Regions from separate parts of the Callithrix jacchus genome. Here region 1 is linked to region 2. Evidence: chromatin contacts called from public Hi-C data. All regions are on one chromosome and are shown on one strand. The core of a region is the stretch at or near the end of the contact, and the rest is flanking DNA. Distances in the headings are between cores, read along the strand shown.

Evidence for each region. A called contact is a pair of places that touch in the nucleus more often than the background predicts.
Region 1: a contact with region 2 is called in a Hi-C map of induced pluripotent stem cells, with 7 times the contacts expected there. The contact joins two enhancer-like sites. A contact is called at or near these places in 3 of 3 Hi-C or Micro-C datasets (induced pluripotent stem cells and skeletal muscle).

The regions. Positions count from the first base shown.
Region 1 is chr2:153,610,635-153,615,972 of calJac240_pri, reverse strand. No RefSeq gene overlaps it. Among named protein-coding and RNA genes, the nearest start is that of ANKRD55, 36 kb to the left of the region's middle. Within about 2 kb of position 2,137, at least 3 of the 16 cell types and tissues checked have an H3K27ac peak or open chromatin away from gene starts, as enhancers often do.
Region 2 is chr2:153,037,593-153,043,036 of calJac240_pri, reverse strand. All of the region lies in intron 1 of MAP3K1 (mitogen-activated protein kinase kinase kinase 1), which reads left to right. Among named protein-coding and RNA genes, the nearest start is that of MAP3K1, 25 kb to the left of the region's middle. Within about 2 kb of position 1,311, at least 3 of the 16 cell types and tissues checked have an H3K27ac peak or open chromatin away from gene starts, as enhancers often do.

The DNA of each region.
Region 1 (5,338 bases), core at 888-3,387, 570 kb before region 2:
CAGGCTGGAGAGCAGTGGTGTGATCTCGGCTAACTGCAGCCTTGACCTCCTGGGCTCAAGTGACCCTTGCACCTCAGCCTCCCACGTGGTTAGGACTACAGGCATGTGCCACCACACCCATCACACCTGGCTAATTTGTATGATTTTTTTTTTTTCAGAGACAGAGTTTTGCCATGTTGTCCAGGCTGATCTCAAACTCCTGAGCTCAAGTGATTTGCCTGCCTTGGCCTTCCAAAGTGCTGGGGTTACAGGCGTGGGCCACTGTGCTCGGCTATAATACACATTTTATTAAAACGAAGAGTTTTTTCCTATACAATTTACTCATTGTCTATAAGATTGGGAAAAAAACACAAACAAAAAAGGAGAAAAATATGACAAGTGACAAAATAATTTTAGTGATGACTAGGACATTTGTAAAGTTTATCAGCCAAGAAAATGTAATGAGCTGAGTTGGTCCTTGGTCTCCCAAATAGCACCTCTCAGTGGCTCTGAAGAGCTGCAATGTCAAGGCATAATGGCTCCCATCCGGGGTTCTGCTTCTTTTCTCCTTCAGTTTTCACAGTTCTTAAAAGAAGCACTAACCTGCTTTCTTTCTCCCTGACAGGGGTAGATGTGATTGCAAAGCTCTTCTCAGCCCCAGGTAAAGATTATTGTTACCTGTGGTCCTGAGAGACCTGGCTCTATTTCTTAAGCCTTTTGTATGTGTGCTGGGAAACCCTAGGGTTAAATGTCACTTCCCTAGAGAGCTGGGGGATCTTTCACCACCACAAAGTGGCCTAATCTCATGCTCTGTCTGAGGGTTACTCTGGAGTCCCTCTGCTGGCCATGAGAAACAAGAGCAGAAATCAGTTCTTTAGAATAAGAAGCCCAGAATTTCATATTTGAAAGTGATACATAGTGAGGCAAGACTCTTCTTGCTCAGCAAATGGAAGTCACACTCAGGTTATGATCTAACACGATGAGAGTAGATGCAAAATCAAAATTAATGTAATACAGGGTGATGGAAAAAATAACTCCTTTGAGGAATACCTGCAATGTACAACCATTGTTTTGTTTTTAGAACAAGGCCGGAAATCAGTGGAGCAAACCCACTGGAAGGCAGGTTCCTTCCCCATAAATACACTGCCTTTCCCCCAGCTTGCTTTGGTTTGGCCTAATTCATGAGTCAGATTGCCAAGGTATCATACAAATAGAGAGACACCATACAGATACCAAAGTGAACTGATGGAATCAGACACTTGAGTGTGCGCAATTGATGCAGCCCTCTGATTACGGATTGGGCTTTGTGGTCCATTGGCTCTAGTGTTCATTACTACCCAGGCTCCCTCCAGAGACGTGGGGCATGTTTTGTTGCTGTGGCTGGTGCTCTTGCTCAACAAAGGGACCACAAGAGAGCATGCGCTTCAGATGATGACACAGAATAGGTGGCGAAGGACTTCTTATACAAAAAGAAGCAGCTCCTGGCATTTGCCACCAAAAGGATGAGATAGAGAAGTGAAAATTAACCACATATGCAACAACCCCATATCTTCTCTTGACTCGTTTTCTGATCAAACGAAAATGAAAATAAAATCCATGCATTATACAATGACTTAGAAATATCTACCATCCCAGAGGAGAAGTAAATAAAGAGCAAAACGGTTTCAAAGGAGATGGGTGAGAAATGGATGGCACTTGGTAGAATGTCCTGACAATATAGCAAAGGAGAAACTGGTCACCTGTGGTTAGGAAAGGGCAGCATCCTGAGGGGCCTTGGCCATCTCCGAGATGCAATGCATCACAGCAGCCAGTGGGGGTCAGAGGTGCTCCATGGCTTAGAGCAACTTTAACCTTCAGCCGGCAAATCCTGCTCCCGGGAGACCAGCTGGACCTCCTTTAAATCTGACACTTCCCTCCAGGCAGAGCAGAACTGTGGAAACACGGGAGGTGGTTGACCTCTACGCTTTACTGCAAGCTCGGTTTTGACTTCAAGATAGTTTGCTGATTTTTTCTTTCACTTGTTTTCTTCCCATTTCTCTTGCTCCCGGCAAGAATCTCTCAGCCGATCATGGATACAGGACAGTCGTCTGAGTTAAGCTTGCGAACACTCGAAATCAAGGGCTATAGCCGATTTCCTGAACCCTTATCTCACGAGTGTGCAGAACTTTGTGTTAGATCACTGGCAGTTTGGAGTCAGTGCTTAAGTGGGTGGGTCTGCTTGGTGTATAGGTACACGTGGGCATCCAGACTGGAGGTGGCTCACACAAGCTCATGAGAGCCAGTTGTGCAATCTCTTCCTAGCCCCTAGTTAAGTGATGTCATGTTGGCAGCTTGATGCTGGCCACGGTGGGAGTATTTATGCTACAAAAATGGGCACTGGCAAATCAGAACTATGCCCCTTCCTGCAGCATCCCAGAAAGCTGACTGTTAAACACTGTGAGTACACCATGACCCCAGGACAGGTTTAAGAGTAATCTGCTGGTCAGGCCTGGTGGCTCATGCCTATAATCCCAACAGTTTGGGAGGCTGAGGTGGGAGGATCACTTGAGCCCAGGAATTTGAGACCAGTCTGGGCAACATAGTGGGACTGGGCTCTATACAAAATGAAAAAATTTAGCTGGGTGTGGTGGCACACACCAGCTACCTGGGAGGCTGAGGCAGGAAGATCACTTAAGCCCTTGAGGTTGCAGTGAGCCATGATTGTGCCACTGCACTCCAGCCTGAGTGACAGAGCAAGACCTTAACTCAAAAAGAAGAAGAAAAAAAAGAAAAACAAAACGAAATTACTTGGCACCATGTATATTCATGCTCAGGCCACAATACATCTAGTGAAATGAAAAAGGAACAGTGTCTGATTAGCTGAGAGGATCTTCCAGTATGAACTATTCCAGAAACTATAGTCAACAATCCTGTAAAGATACCTTTCCTATTAAGGGCAAGCAAGAAATTAAATACAATTTTTGTTTGTAATTTTTAACAGTTGAATTGCAATGCTAAGTGGCCCACGAAGCCATGCACCCTCTTTTTCCTTTCAATTTTGATCTTAGGAAAAATGTGAGCTTTCTTAAAGAGTTTATAACATCAGATTTATCATTTTTATGAAGCAAAACTCCAGAATAAAAACAGTGGCCACCAGGAATTGTTGAACAATATGTGTTTGCTCATGTCCTGTACATGTACAACTCATGGATTTAAAAGCATAAAGTTAGCTTTCCTTAGAGGAAACACTGTCACTTCCATAGACTACCTTTCAGTCTGGCCAGTCTATCAAAATTACTGGAAGACACACATGCTCAAGGAGTTTGCTGTATTATAACATTTGCAGCACTTTCTGCAAGGGAAATAGGTTCAAGTCATTAGATCACAGTATATATTTTTATCATTAATGAAATGTTTTCAAATAGATTATTGGCTCCATGGGGTTTCTGGCCATGCAAGGAAGATGGCTAAATGGGGGTGGCAGCTCTCTGTGCTTGAGAGATGCAGTAAAAGCTTTAGGCAGGAGGGCTGAGAAAGTAAGTCATTATAATGAGGCGGTGGGAGCCAGGTTTCTCACTGTGAGAAAAGAAAGTAATAAATACAGAAAAGGAGAAAGCTAGAATGAACCCTGTGGTCTACGGGATTACAATGACAAGTTTTGGTGTAATTTTAGAGTTTGCACTATGTGGGGTTAGATAAATAAAACATTGGATAGGTTCAATCCAAGATGGCCCTTTAGGAGCAGCTCAGGATTGCAGCTCCCAGAGAAAGCGCAGAGGGTGAGTGGACGCTGCATTTCCAGATGGATCTTTATTACCCACAGACCAGGAGATTCCCAGGTGGAGGAGCCCTACAGGTCACCAGCGTGGCTGTTTTGGCTAGTGCAGCTGTTTCAGCTGGCGCAGCTGTTTGCTGGCACTGCAATGTGGCGACTCTCCGTACAAAATACACTGGTCTGGTTGCCCTTTTAAGCTGGCAATTGGTGGTCTGGGAAGGCAGATTCACCCATTCACCTGATTAAACGGGTCTGAAACAGGGAGACAGGCCAGGAGATTCCCAGGCAGCGCCGTTGTTTCAGCCAGCGCAGTGGGTCACCGCAGGGGATATCACACAGATCCCGGCACCCTTTCAGCAGGCGACTGGAACACCTGGGAGAGAGTCAACCATTCAACTTAAAAAAAAAAAAAAGAAGGCTCTGAGGCAGGGAGCCAGGTGATCAAGCTCGGCAGGTCCCACCCCCACAAAAACAAACAAAACAGCAATTGGAAACACTCAGGGTTGAGAGTTTCAGGGCAAGCACAGCTGAACCCAGGATGGTGCAGCTCAGTGGGGGAGGGGCGTCCACCATTACGGAGGCACTCCACCCCTACGGAGGTAGTCCGCCATTGCCGAGGCAGCCTGCCATTGCCAAGGCAATCCGCCGTAACAGAGAGAGTCTGCCATTACAGAGGTGGGCCAGCATTGCCGAGGCAGTTCTAACTACACCCATATAAACAGGAGTGCAGGGAAGCTCACATGACAGCAGGGTGGAACCCAGCAGCAGGGCGGAACCCACAACAGCTCAGCAAAGTCTCTGCAGGCAGACAGAGACTAGATTGCCTCCTTGCTGGGCAGGGCAGCCCCCCCCCCCAAAAAAAAGGCAGCCGCACAGCGGATAATTATAAATAAAGCCCTAACTCCCCAGGACAGAGCACCTGGGGAGAAAAAGGTGGTTTATGAGTTCTGCTGCAGGTGCTACCTGCCTAGCAGCTCTTAATGAAAAACTGAGCTCACAGCTCAACACTTGAGCTCCTATAAAGAACAGACTGTCTCCTCAAGCAGCTCTCTGACCCCCATATATCCAAAGAGTCACCTCACAAAAGACTGATCAGACTGACATTTGGTGAGCATCATTCTAAGATAAAGATAGCAGAAGAAGAAACTGGTAGCAACCCTTACTGTTCTGCAGCTACTGCAGGTGATCCCCAGGCAAGCAGGGCCTGGAGTGGACCTCAGCAGTCCTACAGCAGAGGGGCCAGACTGTTAGAAGAAAATCTAAGAAACAGAAATAACTTCATCATCAACAACATGGATGTCCACTCAGAGAACCAATCTGAAAATCGCCCACTACACAGACGACAGGTGGATAAATCCACAAAGATGGGAAGAAACCAGTGCAAAAAGGAGGAAAACACCCAAAACCAGAATACCTCTCCTCCTACAAGGGATCACAACTCCTCACCAGCAAGGGAACAAAGCTGGATGGAGAATGAGTGTGATGAAATGACAGAATCAGAATTCAGAAGGTAGGTAATGAGAAACTTCTGTGAGCTAAAAGAACATGTTCTAACTCAATGCAAAGAAACTAAGAACCTTGAAAAAAGATTTGAGGAAATGATAA
Region 2 (5,444 bases), core at 62-2,561:
GACTCGACTACAAGGTTGATGTGAGCAGTTCCTCTAAGAGACCATCCCTGTCGCAAGTCGTTCTGAGAATTGTTTTCTGTCCGACCCTCTGAGTGGCTCTTGTGTTCATCTACCCACTTCCTAATTGTCGCTTTTAAATGCCTCAGAAATACTCTCTCTCTCCATATTTCAACTTGGTCAGCATGTGTACCTGACTAGCAGCCAGTCAGATTTTGGTGTTGATGACATAGGTGTGGCAGTGCACTGGGGGAGGTAATTGAAAAGTACTGTTTTGGTAATAATGAAATGTCAAAGTTTTAAAGTGATTAGTTTTTAGAAAAATTAATTTCAGACCTATTTAGAAATACCCATTTTAGATGTTACTTATTCTCTTGCATACTGATAGCCTTTCTTGGATGGAAAGTGGTAGGTACGTGATTAATACTTTGGCATTTTTGCAGTTTATCTTGCTTCTGCTTTGGATTGGGGGTGACCTGTTATTTATATATGGCTAGTTGTTGTGGCACTCCCTAAACAGTTTACTGAAGTTTTGTCTTGTGTATGTGACTGTCATATTATGATGGCAGAGTTGCTGAGAACAGCTGCTTCAGCCTATTGTCAAACATTTTGGCCCCATCCACCCAGCACACTTCTTTTAGAGGACTGAAGGAAAGGGACCCAGGAGTGTCCGTGCAGACTGTCATCCTAGTAATGCTTACTTGGAACAGTGAACAAAATTGATTCATGTCTCAAGTCTTTTGATTTACCTTAATCCATTTGAATTTTGTATTTTAGCCACCTTTATATCTTTAACATAAAACCATCATGGGGCACCCCTCTCACAAATGTTGGAATAAAATTGTCACACTAGAAAATAGATGCCCCATTTTTCTTGCTTATGCTCTGATTTCACATGTATCCTGCCAGCAGTATTCCCCCACCAAGCTAGGAGAATCTGTGTGTGAGGAATCTGGATACAGAGTTCCAGCACTGCCCCTGAGACATGCCTATTCACTGACCCCCCTCAGCCAGTTCCCTTTCTTCCTCTCAGGTTGCTTCCCTGTAGGATGCCCCTTCTGGCTTCTGAGTCTCCCCTCCCAGCCACAAAATCTTTGAATCTCTAAGGGTTTTTTTTCAAGGCATTTTATTGCTCCTAAACACAGGAAAAATCAACAGCCATTAACGAAATTATAGACGTGGGTAAGTTCCTAAGTTATGTTTTCACTGAAATATGTATGAATCTAGACTCATGGTTCTTAGCTTCTTTACTGACCATCTCTTAGTCTTTTCCTGGGGTTGAAAGCTGTCATTTTTCCCAAGAGTGGTGTGGAAGCTATTCTCTCTTTCTGCAGTGCCCCAGGACTAACAGTAGATACTTGGCATACACAAAGGCCTCAGTGAAGCTTACTTACATCTTGGAGATCTTTCTGGTGTAGATCTAGGCTCATATTGAAAAGGCATTGCTTCCTCACAGCCTTCTGTGTACAATACTGGGCATTTGGGAGTCAGTACGGCTGGATGAAAGATGAGTAAGACAAAGGCCTTGTTCTCAAGTAAAAGTCCAAGGGGAAAAAGATCAGTCCATTCTTTTATTCGGTACATATGTATTGACTACCACCCTTGTGCCAAGCTTTCTGCTAGGGCAGCAGACATAAACTTGAAACCCATTTCCGTCCTCAAGGATCTCACAGTCAAGAGTGGGAAACAGATAAGAGGCTATTATAGCAGTGCTCTTTGCTGAGCAAGGACTGAGGAAGACTTCTTCACACCGAGTTTTAGGGGACGTGGCCAGTGGGGGAAGGTGAAGGCAGCACCTGGGATGGTTTCTCCAAGGGAGGTAACCCTAGAGCTTCAGTAATGAGGTGGACCCTACAGAGTACTGACACCAAGAAATACGCCTAAGGAAAATTAGATAAATCGGAGGTTTTATTTTTATTTTTTGGTTCTTCTGTAGGCTAGGCATCGCATTTCAGCTTGGTCAGCGTGTGCACCTGACTAGAAGCCAGTCAAATTTTGGTGTTTGGTTTTATTCGGTACATATTTATTGACTCACATTTTATATAGAACATAAAATAGCAAACTCACATTTTATTAGCTGTTAGTCTTGTTTTCATTTTTCAGTTTAAAAGTTTTCAGGTTGATGACTTTAGTCCAGTATCAGTCAGAGTGATAAAAAATTGAGTCAAAGCTGCTTTTAAAAAGAATATACATATGCATGCTTATGAAAAAGAGCTACTGTCTTGTTTTAAAATGGAGTAATACAGTTCCTGTATTACAAGTACAGTTCTTTGCCCCATTTCCATTCAAATTGTCTTTTATCTCTGAAATCATTAAAATTAGACAACAGTTATGATGAATGTCTTTTAAAGCATATACTAAGAAAAGTCATAAGTCAAAACCTGCCAGTTTAAAATAAATGCAATTATTTGGTTCTGTGAAATTGTAGCTTTTGCTATAGTGAAAAGAAATTGGCATATTTATGAACAACTTCAGGATCTCATTGAAATGAGGAAGACATTATTTAGGAAGACATTAATGATTCAGACTATATTTAGGACAGGATGTTGGAGTTAATGTGCCTTCTCTTTCAACTGATTAGTGGGCAGATGACATCTTTGATATTAATAGTTGCCTGAGTTAACATTTTTAAGGAAAGAGTGCCACCTACTGAATGAAGAGGTTTTGTTTTCTCCCATTCAATTCCAAGAATCTTTTTTCACTTTGATTTCTTAGTAGGTGGCGTTTGCTTGGCAGTAAACCCATCTTCCAGTGGATTGACTAGGGTAGCTAGGATTCTTGGAGGGAGTTTATGCCCCCAAAACCAGGTGTAGAAACACTACCTAAGGCAGGTGTAGAAACACAACCTAAGCATAAACATGATTCAGCACTTGGCAAGTCTCAAACCTTCCCATCATGTTAATGTACTCACTGGGCCAAAAGTTTTTTTTTTGTTTTTCATTTTGTTTTGAGCTTGGAGCAAATGGCTGGGAGGAAATGAACTATTCCAAAAAATAATTGAAGTTGATTGAGGAGCATATGACATTAGTCGAGATCTTCTGGGGAGACTTCATTTTCCTAGGGGATAATATTAGTACAGAAATTGCTTGATCACAACTTGGCCATAGGTCAGTGGAGGGATTCCTGAGGTCAATTTGCAAATCCAAAGGCCTTCTTCAGAGTAATCCATTTGGTTCTCTTTTGGTAGTTCCCAACAATAACATACTATCTCATCAGTGAAAGGTTGAGAACATGAACAGCAGCAAACACACCAGTATCAGAATTAAAGGACATCATTTGAGAATTTCATTATAGTCATAATTTTTTCTATATTGGCACATGTTTGATGTTGTGGCTTTATTTACTACGAGATGTCAGTCATCTCCAGCTTTTAACACTTATAGATTGGATTATGCAAGTAATGAGTGAAATTTGAAGGAGGTGGACTATATGCTAAATTGATTTATTCTTGCTTATATGTAGCAATTAATTTTATAATCCCTGAGGGATGATATATTAAGACCCTGAAGTGAAAAAATATAGTATCAGGTATCAGCATTCATTCCACATGAAATATTTTATGCTTTCTAAGCCAAATAGGTCAAGTTTGTGTCCTGAACACTGGATGTAACTAACCAATGGTTAGTTGCCTTCTTTTTCCCAGTTAAAAGGATAGCAGGTCCTTCAATAACATTATTTAATTCAACATTTTGAACAATTTTGCTAAAAAGTTGATGAGGAAAAAAAAATCTCTCTGGCAGAGGCTACTGTCTGTATGGAGTTTGTACATTCCCCCATGTCTGGGTGGATTTTCTCCAAGTACTCCGGTTTCCCCCCGACATCCCAAAGATGTGCACATTAGGTTCATTGGCATGTCTGCATGGACCCAGACTGAGAGAAAGTGGGTGTGTGGTAGTAGTGCACCCTGCAATGGGATGGCATCCTAGCCAGGGCTGGTTCAAGTCTGGCACCCTGAATTGTTGGGACAGGCTCTGGACACCTGTGACCCCGTACTGGAATAAGTAGGGAAATAATTATCTTACTTGTTACGAATATTTCTTAAATGTATGTTACACCTCACATTTTTTCATTGTATAGCATTAGAAGTGTTTTGGGTCTTTAGAAGTTTGGTAATGTTTTTGTTATCAGAAATACGCCACATAAGTAGATGTGAATGGCAAGTTACAAAGAGTCGGAGTTTCTCTTGTAACTTGCCATTGACATCTACTCCTGTTACTTAAATAATAAGGTTTGTTTTTGTTTTTAGGGATTTTGTTTGTTTGTTTAGGGATTTTGTTGGATTTTTTTGAGATGGTGTCTTGCTCTGTCACCCAGGCTGGAGTTCAGTAGCCTGATCTCAGCTCACTACAACTTCCACCTCCCAAGTTCAAGTGATTCTTCTGCCTCAGCCTCCTGGGTAGCTGGGATTACAGGCACATGCCACCACATCTGGCTAATTTTTGTATTTTTAGTAGAGACAGGGTTTTATCATGTTGGCCAGGCTGGTCTTGAACTCCTGAGTTCAGGTGATCCACCCGCCTCGACCTCCTAAAGTGCTGGGATTATAGGCGTGAGCCACCGCACCCAGCCAAATAATGACTTATTAATTGGCTGAATAGCAAGTATTTTCTGAAAACATTATATCTTTTAATAATACAAAAGCAAAAATATTTTAGCAGTAACTGTGTTTTCAGATTAGCACTCAAAAAAAACTATTGACTTTTAATATTGTGTCGCAGCTTTTCTCCTTTTTAAAAACACAAAACCCTAACTTCTATAACTTGACCCAGATTAAGCATTTCTGATACCGTTATTCCACATTATGAGAAAAGTCAGCTGTGTGACTACAGAGAGCTCTGGCCTGAAGTAGTTGTTAATAGAATTCCGATTGGGATATCAGAACAACTGGAACTGAAACTTGGTCTCAGAGCCGCCATGTTCATGTCTCATTTCAGGCTACTGCGTTGCATCCTTTCGATTTATAGCGGTTAAATATGCAAAATTGATGTCTTTTATTTTTCTTGATGGCACGTTCTCAGCTCGCTGTAACCTCTGCCTCCCAAGTTCAAGCAATTCTTCTGCCCCAGCCTCCTGAATAGCTGGGATTACAGGCATGTACCACCACACCCAGCTAATTTTTATATTTTTAGTAGAGATGGGCTTTCATCATGTTGACCAGGCATGCTATCTGATGCCTGTAATCCCAGCACTTTGGAAGGCCGAGGCAAGCTGATCATCTGAGGTCAGAATTGTTAAGTCTTTTAAGAAAGAGAAGTTTTTGGCTTATTCGTTTAAAAAAAAAAAAAAAAAACTAGAGGGGTTAATAATTTTTATGTAAAACAATTTTAAAATCGTTGTGCTCTCTACTTTCTCTTTCTTGAACGTTCTACTTGACAGTTGTCTGAACTTTCTGAGAACTTTGATAGTCTTTTACATAATAACTGCCCCTCAGTAAAGTTTGAATTTCT